Linked DNA regions of Sus scrofa: region 2 is linked to region 1. Evidence: chromatin contacts called from public Hi-C data. All regions are on one chromosome and are shown on one strand. The core of a region is the stretch at or near the end of the contact, and the rest is flanking DNA. Distances in the headings are between cores, read along the strand shown. Region 1 has its middle 27 kb from the start of ZNRF4. Region 2 overlaps KDM4B (lysine-specific demethylase 4B).

Evidence for each region. A called contact is a pair of places that touch in the nucleus more often than the background predicts.
Region 2: a contact with region 1 is called in a Hi-C map of liver, with 17 times the contacts expected there. The contact joins two enhancer-like sites. A contact is called at or near these places in 4 of 47 Hi-C or Micro-C datasets (embryonic fibroblasts, epiblast stem cells and liver).

The regions. Positions count from the first base shown.
Region 1 is chr2:73,454,668-73,461,327 of Sscrofa11.1, forward strand. No RefSeq gene overlaps it. Among named protein-coding and RNA genes, the nearest start is that of ZNRF4, 27 kb to the right of the region's middle. Within about 2 kb of position 3,929, at least 2 of the 83 cell types and tissues checked have an H3K27ac peak or open chromatin away from gene starts, as enhancers often do. A contact at or near this core is called in liver, where this site is marked.
Region 2 is chr2:73,823,658-73,830,317 of Sscrofa11.1, forward strand. KDM4B (lysine-specific demethylase 4B) reads right to left here. Exons shown (of 23, transcript XM_021084033.1): 6 at 5,525-5,718. Among named protein-coding and RNA genes, the nearest start is that of KDM4B, 63 kb to the right of the region's middle. Within about 2 kb of position 4,069, at least 6 of the 83 cell types and tissues checked have an H3K27ac peak or open chromatin away from gene starts, as enhancers often do. A contact at or near this core is called in liver, where this site is marked.

The sequences.
Region 1 (6,660 bases), core at 2,679-5,178:
CTTTGGCCCCTCACCCCAGTACCAGCCTCTGCAGAGGGCGAGCCTACACCCCTCCCTTACCCTGGGGGTGGGTGGAACTCCCACCTGGTGTGACCTGGTTATGTTGGACACTGTCCGTCCAGGAGGGAGTTGGAATGAGGGGCTGGCTTCAATGGTACAATAATGGGGAAGCAGTGAGTGGACTTTTAGTGGAGGATCTGATGAGATGGGGAAGGAGGGGCCAAAGCAACAGGCGGGAGGACTCTGGGCCTGCAGGATGGTGGGCTTCAGAGCAGAGACAGGGGCTCTTGAAGGCTTGATGTCGCAAGATCCACAGGCCCCTAGCATCTCTTGCTCCAGTGCATTCATTCATTCATTCATGCATGCATGCATGCATTCGCTGTTTGCTACTTCTCAGTGCCCTGACCTGTTTTGAGTGCTAGAGACACAGGGGTGGCCACGCAGACCCTGCCCTGTCCTCCCAGAGCTCACAGTTCAGGTGGGGAGATGGACAGGCAACTGGGCTGTTATAACCTGGGTGATGAGCAGGGTGTGCAGGCAGCTGAAAGTGCCAGCGGAGGCCCCTGAGCCGGCGTGGAGATCAGGTCATCTTCCAAGCTGAGTCTGGAAAAGCCAGGGGAGGTGACTTGGGCGACAATGCAGGGTGAAGGGGCTTGGGACTGAGAATGGAGAAGCCACGGAGGAGCAGAAGCCAGGGTCCAGGCAGGAGAGGGTGGGGTGGGGACAGAGTTGGGGGGGCAGGCAAATCTAGGGGCGCCCCTGAGATGGAAGCAGGTTTGCAGGCAACATCCACACCACCCTAGACCTCACTGGCTCTGATGTCCTGACAGGGGTCCCTCCAGGGTGTAAACATCGGTCGGCAGCCATGCAAATGCGTCCAGAGCAGGCCGACAGCCCGAGTGACGAGTGACGGGCCGTTATTAGCTCTAGAGCCGTGTGGGTTTAAAATAGCATCTCGGAGGCAACAAAAGCAATTTGCCTTCTGAATTTTCATTCTGAACGGATGATCTGCTTTTAATCAAGCAAGGCGTCCCAAAATGCTCTTAATTACCCCGAGTCAAGGGCTCTGCAGTAATTTCGATGTCGACTTTTCGGGCGGGCGTGATTAGGTTCTCACAAAACAGGTTCTGGGGAAGCGTAGAAGGATGTTGGGGCCAAGTCGGACCTGGGCTGCCCTGGAAGCTTTGATGCGGGAATTGGCCGGCAGGGGGTGACGGGCCAGAGCCAGGCCTCAGGCAGGGAGGTCAATCTCAGGCTGGACCTTGTGGCTTGGGCCAGTCACCAGCCCTTTGGGGGCCTCAATTTCCCCTTTGAAAAATGCAAAGGATGATGATGTCTTCATGATGGGGATAAAATGAGATCATGCTTGGAAACTTCTTAGCATCATTTCAAAGAGGTCATTCATTCATTTATTCATTCATTTATTCACTCAGTCAATGTTGATCGAGCACCTCCTGGGTGCCAAGTCCTGTTTTAGGCACCGGAAACTCAGCAACGACAATAACAAATGACGTTCTGCCTTATGGGTCGAGCGGAAGAGACAGTCACCAAGCAATGAACTCACCGCATCTCACTGATTCTAAGATGCTCAATTTTCTTGTTTTACCATCTCTGAAATCAGGGTGCGTCTTCTCCATCTGCTGCCGGCCAGGTTCTTGTCATCCTTAGCGGGATCTAAAATAAGGGTGGGTTTTCTCTTTGATAGAATCTCAGAGTCTGGGGGGAATGTGGTAATAAGTAAGCACATGGAGGGGAGTTCCCGCTCTGGTGCAATGGGATGGGTGGTATCTCTGGGCACTTGTATGCAGGTTCGATCTCTGGCCTGGCACAGTGGGTTAAGAATCCCTCATGGCCTTTGTTGCTGTGGTGTAGGTCGCAGCTTCGACTTGGATCTGACCTCTGGCCTGGGAACTTCCATATGCCATGGGGCGGCCAAAAAAGAAAGCAAAAAAAAAAAAAAAAAAAAAAAAAAGTAGCAGTGGGTGTTTGAAAGTGAGGAAAGCTATGGAGGGGAGAAAGAAAAGATGGTGATTTCATTTAACCCACAAAACCAGGCTTCCAGGCAAGAACTGATACTGTCTCTGTTTTACAGACCATTCTTTTTGTTTGTTTTTGTTTTGTCTTTTTAGATTGAACTTGTGGCACATGGAGGTTCCCAGGCTAGGGGTCGAATGGGAACTGTAGCTGCTGGCCTATGCCACAGCCACAGCAACTCAGGATCCAAGCCATGTCTACGACCTACACCACAGCTCATGGCAATGCCAGATCCTTAACCCACTGAGCAAGGCCAAGGCTCGAACCTGTGTCCTCATGGATACTAGCTGGGGAGCCACGACAGGAACTCCCTCACAGACCATTATTTTAACAGGCTTGGTTTCGCTGAAGTAACAAACAGCCTCTATGTGTCAGAAGTTAATGACATCAAAGGTTTATTTCTCACTCACGTTGTATATCCACTGAGGTTTTTCATTGTATATTCACTGTGGCCTGCCCCATGTGATTCAACAATGCTGGCTGATGGAGCAGCCACTGTCTGAAATATTGTTTGTCTCTGTGGCAGAGGGAAAGAGAACTCTGGAGAGTCTTTTACAAACAAAAAATGCTCTGGCCTGAAAGTGACACAGGTCATTTCCTGGTCTCTGTGCCCAAGCTGGTCATAGAGCCCCACCCAATCCAACCAATCGTAGAAACCAGGAAGTGCAGTCCTAGCACATGCTCACGTAACAGTCAGTTATTGCTGTGTAACAAACATCCACGAAATCTCTTTGGTATGCAGCCACAAGCATTTATCTCTCATTCACACATCTGCTGGGCTCAGTGCTAATCTGTGAATTATGTCTAGCTCTGGTCCATGGATTTCTCATCTTCTTTGGATTAGTGGCTACTCAAGATATATTTGTGTCATGGCCAAAGGCAGTAGCACAAGAGTGCATGCAGAAACATGCAGTCCTTCTTTGGGCTTTGGCCCAGATTTGGCACTCTCACTTTTGCTCACATTACCTTGGCCGGGACTGACATCAGTGGGTCAGGGGAGTATATTTCTCCTGTGGAATTTGGGCATCAGTTGGAATTTGCTGAATAATAATTAAATCTTCTGTAATTGAGAAGGTGGAGATAGGAAATATTTGGTAAGAGTATTATTAGTTACTATGTGTAAACCATGTACATGAATGCCCAGATTGTAAGTGGAAAGACTAGGTGGACATGAACTTCAGGTGTGGCTGAATCCAGGAGCTCATTTCTCTTTGTCTCTCTGCTCTGCTTTCTCTACATTACTCTGTTCTCAGCCTCCACATAGAAGGCATAACAAGAGGTCTGCTGTAAGATGTCTAATCTCATATAGTTCCAGTTTTGAGCCCAGCAGGAAGAGCCTGCATTATGACACTCCCTTTTCAGGTGTCACATCTCTCAAATAGAATGCGACAAAGAAACAGCAACCTTCATCACTTGATTGACAGGTCAAATGAGCAAATTATAGCTTTCTTTTCCTGCTGCTCCTCTCATACTCCCGGTCACAGTGAGAAGCTCATCTTCTGCAGAACAGGCTCCCCTTTCACAGGTTCTTCTCTCCCACCATTTGCTCACACAGTCCCCTCCTTGCCACTTTCCCCAGGGGGGATCAGATTATACAGTCCAATGTCGTGTGCTCCCAGGGGACCAGGCCAGAGTTCTTTGTGTGGATTCTTGATCCTACAGCCCCTTCTCAGCTCTGCCCACAAGTACATTTGCTTGAACCCAAGTCGGCCAGGTCCTGGAATGTGAGACTTTTGACTGAAATCAGAAAAACAGGGCACAGGCTGCATGGAGTTTGTTTAATTGATTTGCTCTAAAGTGGCCTCCTTTCCAGAGAGTCCCAACCAGAGTGGGCAGGGTGAAATCAGGATGCTTGTCCTGGAAATTTGCTGACTGCCCACCTCCTCCCCAGGCTGGATCCAAACATTCCCAACCCTAAGTGCCAAAGGCCAGGCCAGAGGGCATGAGCAGGTGTGGTGCAGAGCTGAGAGCACTTTATGGGAAGTCCAACAGACTTGGTTTCAAATCCCTGCTTGGCCATTATCCACTGTGACCTTAGCCAAGCCCCTTAGTCCTGTGCTTCAGTTTCTCCGTCTGTATAAACTGATGAAGGCAAGAGCATCTCTCTCATAGAGCTACTGCAGGGAGTTAATATGCCAGCAGCAGGAACCAGCAAAGTTTTCCCATGAAGGAGCAGAAAGTAGAAGTTTTCTGTTTTGTGGGCCATATAATCCACCCTACCATTATTGTACAAGAGCCACTGTGGGTGATAGGTAAATGATGGGTGTGGCCATGTGCCAATAAAACTTTATTTATGGATGCTGAAGTTTGAATTTCATATCATTTTCATATGTCTCAAAATATTATTCTTTGGGAGTTCCCTGGTGGCCTAGTGGTTAAGGACTCAGCATTGTTATTGCTGTGGAGTGGGTTACTGCTCTGCGTCAGGTTTGGTCCCTGGCCTGGGGACTTCTGTATGCTGCAAACATGACCAAAAAATACTATTCTTTGATTTCTTTCCCCCCAACCATTTAAAAATGTACAAAACAATTGTTGGGTCATATTTGGCCCCAGGCTATCTCCTGATGTGTATATATAGCATTTATAGTCGTACTTAGCACATAGAAAATGCTCAATAAATGCTACTACTATTATTATTATTTGTTTTTGTTTGTTTATTTGTTTGTTTTTTGTATTTTTAGGGCTGCACTCGTGGCATATGGAAGTACCCAGGCTAGGGGCTGAATCAGAGCTATAGCCACCAGCCTACGCCACAGCCACAGCAACTCAGGATCCAAGCATCTGTGACCTGCAGCACAGCTCATGGCCACGCCAGTCCCCAACCCACTGAGCAAGGCCAGATATTGAACCTGCATCCTCATGGATACTAGTTGGGTTTGTTACCACTAAGCCATGACGGGAACTCCCTGTTCATGTTGTTTTGAATCTGGAGGCCATAAAGAGGATATGAGTTGGGGTGTGAGCACAGAAGGACCTTGAATATCCATTTGACAAATGAGGTTTCACCTCTTTGAGCCTCAATCTCCCCATCTGCAGGTGTGGCATTACCTCCCTGAGAGGCAAAGTGACAACTCATCTGTTCACCCCCTTTTGTGATAATTCTGCTCTGCCAGGTGTGTACATCTCTCTCCTTTGGGCTTCTAGGCCTTTCCTCTTGCTGGTCCTTCCTCCTAGAATACACTGCTTCTACTCACCCATTTCCTCTCCTTGAGGGTCAACACAGAGACTGCCCCTTCCAGGGAACCTTTTCTTGCAAACCCCTAGGGTGGAGAAGGAACCTTCTCTGGGCTCTCTCAGAGTCTGAGGCAGCCCTCTCACCCATTAGGGCAGATGTGACACCGGGCTGGGAGTATCACTGCTGGACCAAAAGGTCTCAGGGCTATGTCTTTTCTGTGTACAAGACTGGGGAAAAAGAAGGCTTCAATTTAATGTCATTTTCCCAATTCCCAATCTCTCTTACCTTCAGCTCCTCCCTCCTCCTACTTTCTTTCTTTCTCTCCCAGAAAACTCTCAGGGCCCAGAGCCATTGCAACTTTTCCCTCCCTTTGCCTTCTGTGGCAGACAGACCATAAGGTGGCTCTCATGATTCCTACCTCCTAACATCCACACCTTTGTGCATGTAGGTGGGGCTTGTGACCTGTTTCTAAACAATAGAGTATGGCAGAGGTGATAGGAAGTCACTTCTGTGATAATGCCACCTTATTTAAGACTCTACCTTTCTAGCTGTCTCATCACTCTCTCTCTCTCTCTCTCTCTCTTTTTTTGGCCACACTCACAGCATATGGAAGTTCCCATGTTAGGGATCAAACCCTCACCACAGCAGTGACCCAAGCTGCTGCAGTGACAGAGCCAGATCCTTAACCCACTGCACCACAGGAGAACTCCTTTCCACTCTTTTTGTCTCTTACTGGCAACCAGCGAATTTGGGAACAGGCTATGAAGGGAATCATGTGTCAAGGAAACGTGTTTGGCCACTAGAAGCTGAGAGTAATATCCAGTTGTCAGTTAGCAAAGAACTGGGGACCTTGGGCTTATGGCTGCAAGGAAATCAATCCTGCAAACAAGCTGAAGAGGCTTAGAAGCAGATCCTTCCTCAGTTGAGCCTCTCATGGGAGTATTGTCCCAGGGACACCAAAATTGCAGGCTCATGAGAGACCCTGAATCATGACACCCAGCCTATGAGATAGTAAATGTCTTCTTTGAAGATGCTATGTTTGTGAGTACTTTGTTACACAGCAATAGCTGACGGATACATTTGCACTTAGATGTTTTCTTCAGGGCTCACCTATGGCTCAGGAAACACTCAAAGAGCTCCATATTCCCCATCCTATCTCTGTAGGCACCACTCTAATGAGGCCCAGGGTTATGGGGTGGGATGTGGCCATATTGAGGCTCTTGCAGGCAGGGCTGGTTGGGCAGCAACAGCCATCATCCCCAGGCCTATGGGGTCCAGGCCATCTGCCTCTGGGGAGGAGGAGGCAGGGGGCCTAGGATACCTCATCCCAGGCATGGGCTCTTCTGTTATTTCCAAAGCTGTTGGGCTGTGTCCCATTTTGAACAATGGGTTATAGTGTGGGATGCTAATAAGCATGGGTGGCTTATAAGACGTCATTTGTTGGCTTAGAC
Region 2 (6,660 bases), core at 2,819-5,318, 370 kb after region 1:
TGCAGGAGGAGGGGGCCCCTGGTCCCCACAGCGCCAGGCTCTCAGCAAGTTCGCACAGGGACCTCCCCCAGCGCTCTCCGCTCTCCACCACAGGCCTCAGGCTGCTGCCTGGGGGTCGCTTTGCTTGGCTCCATCAACCACCAGAATTTCCAATTCTGCTGCTGGTGACGAAGCAGAGGCCCTCATGGCCAGTCTGGCACTGCGGTTCAGCAGTGCCACCTGCAGCCAGACCTGGGGAGCCTTTGTGGGGAAGTGGAGAGGCACTTGTCCCCAAGGCTCACTGGGAGGAACTGATCAGTGCCCGCAGGGGCAGTGGGCTGATGCTGCCTAGGGGGTTGCAGGGAGGTCCTGAGGTACTGGAAGGGGGCCCAGCAGCCCCCTCCCCCCAAAGAGCCTTGCCCTACATCCCTGGGCAACAGACCCATGAATCCAGAGCCCAGGGCATCCAGCCTCTCCACTAAGCTGCAACCAGAAAGCAGGTAACGTGGGAGCCAGCCAGCATCTGCACCCTGGCTCGCCTCCCTCCCTGTGCCCCACAGCAGGGAGCACACACACTTCAATGCACATGGCTGCTTGCACACGCACACACATGCACACTCACATCCGCACAGGCACACCTCTAGAGCACCAAGGGCAGGCAGAGACGACTGCCTGCTGTGTGTCAAGTTTCCCGGCAGCAAAAGAAAGGCTGCACAATCCGCTCCTGTGAAACTCCCCTGAGCAGAGATGCCAAAGAAAAACTGTAGGTGCCACGGAATCAAAAGGAGAAATTCTCTACACGCCCCAGAGCCGCATTGCTCAGGCTTCTTAAAGGTCAGGGAAGGAGCAAAGCTTTGGAGTCTCTGGGGCTCCCTGCCTCTCCCGCCCATCGCACCCCAGGACCCCTGAGCACAATCCCAGGGACCCTCTCCCCCTGCCCCTGACTCAAGGAGCCTGATGCCAGGCAAATAGAGGGGGGAGGACGGGAGGAGCCGAGGAAGCTGGAAATAAACCAACTGCAGAATCTAGGGTCTGCCTGAAGGTTAAGGTTCAGGCCCAGACCATCCCATAGGGAACACTGTCCCTCTAGCGGCTTGTCCTCCACCCACCCCCACTGGGCACACAGTAGGTGCTGCCTGTGGATACGGGGCCCTACTGTCTGGGCAACAGTATGAAACAACAGCTGCGGGTGTGTCACAAGCTCATCTAAAGTTCCTCTTTAGATGCTGCCAGCAGGGACCCACAGACGCCCTACCAGAGGCAGATGTCCAGGGAGGCTGACAGGCGGACCACCCCTGGGATGGCTGACCCAGCACCACCTCTGGGTTCCAGGAGGGCCTTGCTGGGGGAGAATGGAACAGGGGGGGACAGGTGTCCGGCCAAGCCCCGGCTGCCTGGCAAGTCCCTGCAGGAGGCCCTGAGCCAGGCAGAGGCTCAGGCAGAACCACTCAGCCTGCTTCCTGGTGCCCACAACCTCCTGGCCTCGCTGACCAACTGTCTAGGCCACGGGAAGCCTGGGTCGATTCAAAAGCCCCATCTCAAAAGGGATTTTTGAAGCACTCAAACACTTCAGATATTCTTAGCCTCACTGCCTGAGAGCGCCGCATAATGCCGGCCTTTTGGAGCAAATTCCATGCTTTTATCGACACCAGGCTGTTCACGTCACTTTGACACACAAATCACACTACCCAAGTAGCAGCAGACCCGGAAAGCCTCCATGAGACGCCGTAAACCTGAGTAAGTCGACACTTTAAAAAAAACTGTCACCGAAATACTCCGAAGTGGTTGCAATTAAGCTGCTGCAGACGCAAGAGGAACAGTGTAATTAGGGAAACAGACGTGGGAGCATGATCACTGGAGGAGAGCACCCCCCCAACCCCAGCTCAGGGGAAGGGCAGGAAGCAGAGGCCTCACCCTCCCTGCCCAGGAACGAAAGGACACCACCCCTGCCGCCACCCCCCTCCCCATGTGTTGGCCCAAGAGGGAATGCAGCCTGAAGGGCCAGCTCCATCTGATGTGACCTCTGAGCCAGGGCTCCCAGAAACTACGGGGTTGCTGTGCTCCCAGCATCCAGGTCTCCTGACTGTCTCTGAGCTCCCCTCAGTGCCAGGCCTCTGCTGGGGGGACCAAGGACCCTGCCCTCGTGGGGTCCAAGGTCTGGTGGGGATGATGGCTGAGCTGGGTGGGCCAAGGGGAGAGGGTGGGCAGCCCAGAGCCCCTGAAGCTGAATCCTGCATGGTGCCCGGAAGAGCCCCTTTCCAACAGCCACACTTGGTCAGCCTGAGGGGACCCCTACATGCAATCCCACCCTTTCAGGACCAGAAACCAAGATTCGGATTGAGGGACCTTTCCGGAATGTTCTTCCTCTAAGGAAGCTTGGGCTGCTTCCTCTAGCACCTGAGGATTCAGGCTGCGGGGAAGGTGGAGGTGGGTGGATAGTGGGGGCTGCCCCAAGCAATCCAGGGTGCAGCGCAGGCACAGGAGTGTTTGGGGCTGTCCTGGGGGGCGCTGGTGACAGGAGATGAGTGAACAGAGCCAAGCATCAGCCCTGACCTGTCACCCAGGGCCTACAGCTCCTCAAGTTCCCAGTGTCCCTTCTCAGGGACCTTCCACAAACCCAGTCCCACTGTCTTCCAACCACCCTAGGCCCCAGACGCCCACTCCTCCTTGCACAGCGCCTTCCCTGCCCTGACTACCCCCCACCCACCCACCCAGTCCCCAGAACACACTTAGCCCCAAGTCGCCTCAGGCCTCCCACACCTGAAAGCTTCCTTGGCCAGCACGGGCTGGGATACAGCAATGACTGCTTGCTTTCCTTTACTTTTTTCTTTCTTTTCAAAGGAAGAGGTGAGTTTTCTCCCCTCAGAACCTCTCTAGCTGGAAGACCCTGACCAAACCTAGGGCTGAGCATTCCCACCGTCCACCCACCCGGCAGAGGCTCCCTCTCCTTCTGCTGCTGTTCCCAGGGGACGGCCAATGCCACTGCCAGGTGAGGAGTCCATAAAAGGATGAAAGAACCTGGGAAATTTCCACCGCCACGCAGGGTGCCACAGCCCGGTGGGAAGGGTGGGAGCGCCACCTAGTGGCCCTCGGGGGAGCTGCGCCGGGACGGGACTGGGACAGGGCCAGTTCCTGCGGCCAGAGGGTAGCTGTCCCTCCCAGCACAGCCTTCACCATGAGACACTGCCCAGGCCAGGGAGTTGGGCCACCTGTACACACTCAGTCACACACATGCACAACACACACATGAGCACCTAATACACACTAAAAACAGACAAACATACACAACACACATACATACATTCATACGCATACTCACACACACACCCATGTGTACACACCATATACACTCACACTTACATATATACATTCACATATACCGACATCTATTTGTATATACACACAAAAGCAAGTGCACACTCACGTACTCAGATATACACTTATAGACACAGTATATACATGTATATATACATGTGAATACACATGTATATTCACACACGCACCCTCACACACTCTCTCTCACACACACACACACACGTATGCACACGCACACAGCCCCAGCCTGTGGATCTACCTGTACGGGAAGCCAGAAGGCCACTCATCCACACTCAGCCCACAAGACCCATGGGAAAGACGCCGCCGGTGCGGAGCTGGTGGGCAGAGCCCTCCAGGGAAGGAGCCAACCCCCTCACCCCGCAGGTGCGGGCCTGGGGCCAAACATGACCCTTTCCCGGCCAGGCCTGACCGGGGCCCTCCATGCAGTCCCAGCCCACCCTTGTGTCCCCGTGGAGAGAGGAGGGGACAGAGTAGCTGCGCCACCCCTGGACAGCGCTGGGCTGGCACCCTGACCAGGAAACACTCACTTGGGTGCTCTGGACCACACATCAGATGTGAGATTCAGGCCTTTGTTCAGCCACCATCACCAACCTCCTCAGTCTCTCTAAAGTGTTCCCAAAGGCAAATCCCTCCTAGCCTAGAGGTTCTGCTGATCAAGGGCTTATGAAAAGCCATGAAGTAGAGAAGCGGATTGAAATCAGGAAGCCCATGAAATTGCACCAGGATCCCAACAAACACACAAAAGAGCACAACTCAAAGGTCAGAGGGCCCATGGCCAGCAGGATAATGGCCTCAAGAACCACAGCCTAACCTGGGACCCGCGGACATGGCACCTCACGTGCCAGGGGGGCGTCTGCAGGAGGGATTAAGTTATGGTCCCTAAGATGAGGAGGATCCCGGATAACGGGGGGCCCAGAATCATCATAAGGGTCCTTATAAGAGACTCAAGACGCCGCACTGCTGGCTATGAGGATGGAGCGAGGGATGTGGCACCTCTGGAAGCTGGAAAAGGAGAAACTGATTCTGCCCCGGAGCCTCCAGAAGGACCAGCCCTGCACACACCTGGGTTTAGCCTCGTGAGACCAGGCAAGACTCCTGACTCCAGAATTGGCAGAGAGCAAGCGTGACCTGTGGTCCTTTGTTAGAGCAGCCATGGGAAACCCACATAAAGCCCACCATGCCGGTCCCCAACTCGTCTCCAGCCTCCCCTGCCATCCGAGTGGGAACTGCTGCCAGACAGTGGGCCGGGGCCTTCCTCTGCCCACACCAGAGGTGAGGCGAGGGTAGTCACACGGCCAACAGGGAGGCCCGGCTGCTGAGCCCTCCGCTCAGTGGGCCTGCTCCCACCCCCCAGGCAAAGGACCCCCAGACCGGCAGGCACAGGCTCAGCCAATGGGGGCTCAGCTCTCTGCTGGGATGACAAGGTATGGGCGCCTTGGCCAGGGTGCCCCCCGTACAAAGGAGAGGGCTCACTGGCTGAGCCCCACCCTGCCTCCCCTCCCGCCCGCAACCCTCTGAGCTGTGGCGATTATTGTGACAATAGAACTTTCTAAGGGCTGGGGAGAGGCAGAGAGATGCAAAGTCCCCAGCAGAAGGCTCTGCTGGAAACCACAGTGAACAAAGACAGCCTCCTGTCGCCCTGCCAGCAGAAGCTGCCGGCCAGGGGAGTGCTCAGCTCAGAGATTCCAGAACATGATCCAACCCAGCCTGCGGGGCCCCTGGCTCACAAGGTGCCCTTCGGGGCGGCCTGCCCACCCTGCCCTGCAAACAGCAGGTGAACCCCCACAGTGGGAGAGGGAGGGAGCTGCTAACCCCTCCCCCAACCTGCAGGCCAACGAGGAGGAGAGGGAAGGCCCATGCACAAAGCCACCCACTCCCCAGGTCCTCGGCCCCATGAGCCCCCAGCACAACAGCCTCGGTTCCAGGAGGCGCTACCATGAGGTACCCCGGACACAAAGCACAAGCTCCACTGTCAGGGGGTGGCAGGTTGGGGTATGCATTCCCTTATCTAGCTGGGGTGGGGCCAGCAGGTGGAGCAGCCAGAGTCCCCCCACCTCTGCCTGCCCCCCCAGAGCCACAGCCTGAGCCACATCCCCCGGGAGCCACACAAAAGGGATCCCCTGCCCAGCGGGGCAGCCTCTCCTGATGCCTTGAGGGTGACGGAGCCCCTCCTCCTCCCTCAGAAGTGGCTGACGGAGCTGGCCCTCACCATGACTTGGGCTCCCCAAAGTGCAGGTAGTTGATGCTGTACAGGTCCATGTCCTCCGTGTGCCAGGCGAAGGTGGTCTTCCACATGCCAAAGTACAGGTAGGGGGTGTTGACGCCCTCGATGATCGTGCCGCACTCGCGCTCCACCATGTCCAGGATGGTCCGCAGGTTCCCGATGTTCCACTGGGCCACGTCCTGCAGGGCGGCGAGCACACGGTCAGGCCACTGGCCGGCCCAGGCTCCCGGCCTCCCCCTGCCCCCCACCCCCAGCAGTGAGGCACGTGTGTCATTCCCTCCAAGCCCCAGGCTGCAGTGCAACCCTGGCAGAGGGCCCGAGAGTCAGAGGTTGCCCCTGAACCAGCCCACTTCAGAGCCTCACCCACCCCAGGGGTCCCAAACCCACAGACCCCGGCCCTGTGCCCTGTGCTGGGTGGTTGGTCAAGCGTGGCTTTCCCCGGATCCCACGCTGAGCTACTTCACACAGAGGTGAAGGTCACGGTTGATTGTGAATAATTAACATGCCCTGAGGTCAATGACTGGGAAGGAGGAAGGTCGAGCAAGCTAGCTGGGCTCCAGGGATGGTGCCAGACAGCCCTCCCGCACTTTCCCACGGGGCAGCCAGAGACGGCACTCAGGACTAGGCAGGCACACTCCTCTCTTGCTAGCACAATAACCAAACAAACTCCGTCTTGTCATGAGAGCTCCTAAAACACGCATTCATCAACTTCCAGTCCCCAAAGAACCCCCGGGGCTGTTGAGGTACTGAGTGCACTCTGCGTTCCCTCGTCCCATATCCACCCCGTGGGTCCATGTTCCAGGCCCCTGACTCGGCAGGGCCGGCAGTCAGTCCATGCAAGGTGAGCCATGGCCAAGCCCAGGACATGGGGGAGGTCAGCGATCAGACCCTCGCTGCAAGCCAGAGAAGCCCGGGGTCACCTCGAGGAAAAGCTGCCCAAGGTTGGGGGCACCAGCATCCAGTCACCTCCCCAAAAGCCCATCTATCAGCTCCACTGTCTCGACTGAGCAGGATGATAATGCATCCTGTGACTGGGCTGAGTCATTCTCTGCTCTGGGCCTCAGGTTCCCCATCTGCCCAAGGAGATTGTTGCACTAAGTCGGGCACGGCAGACACATGGA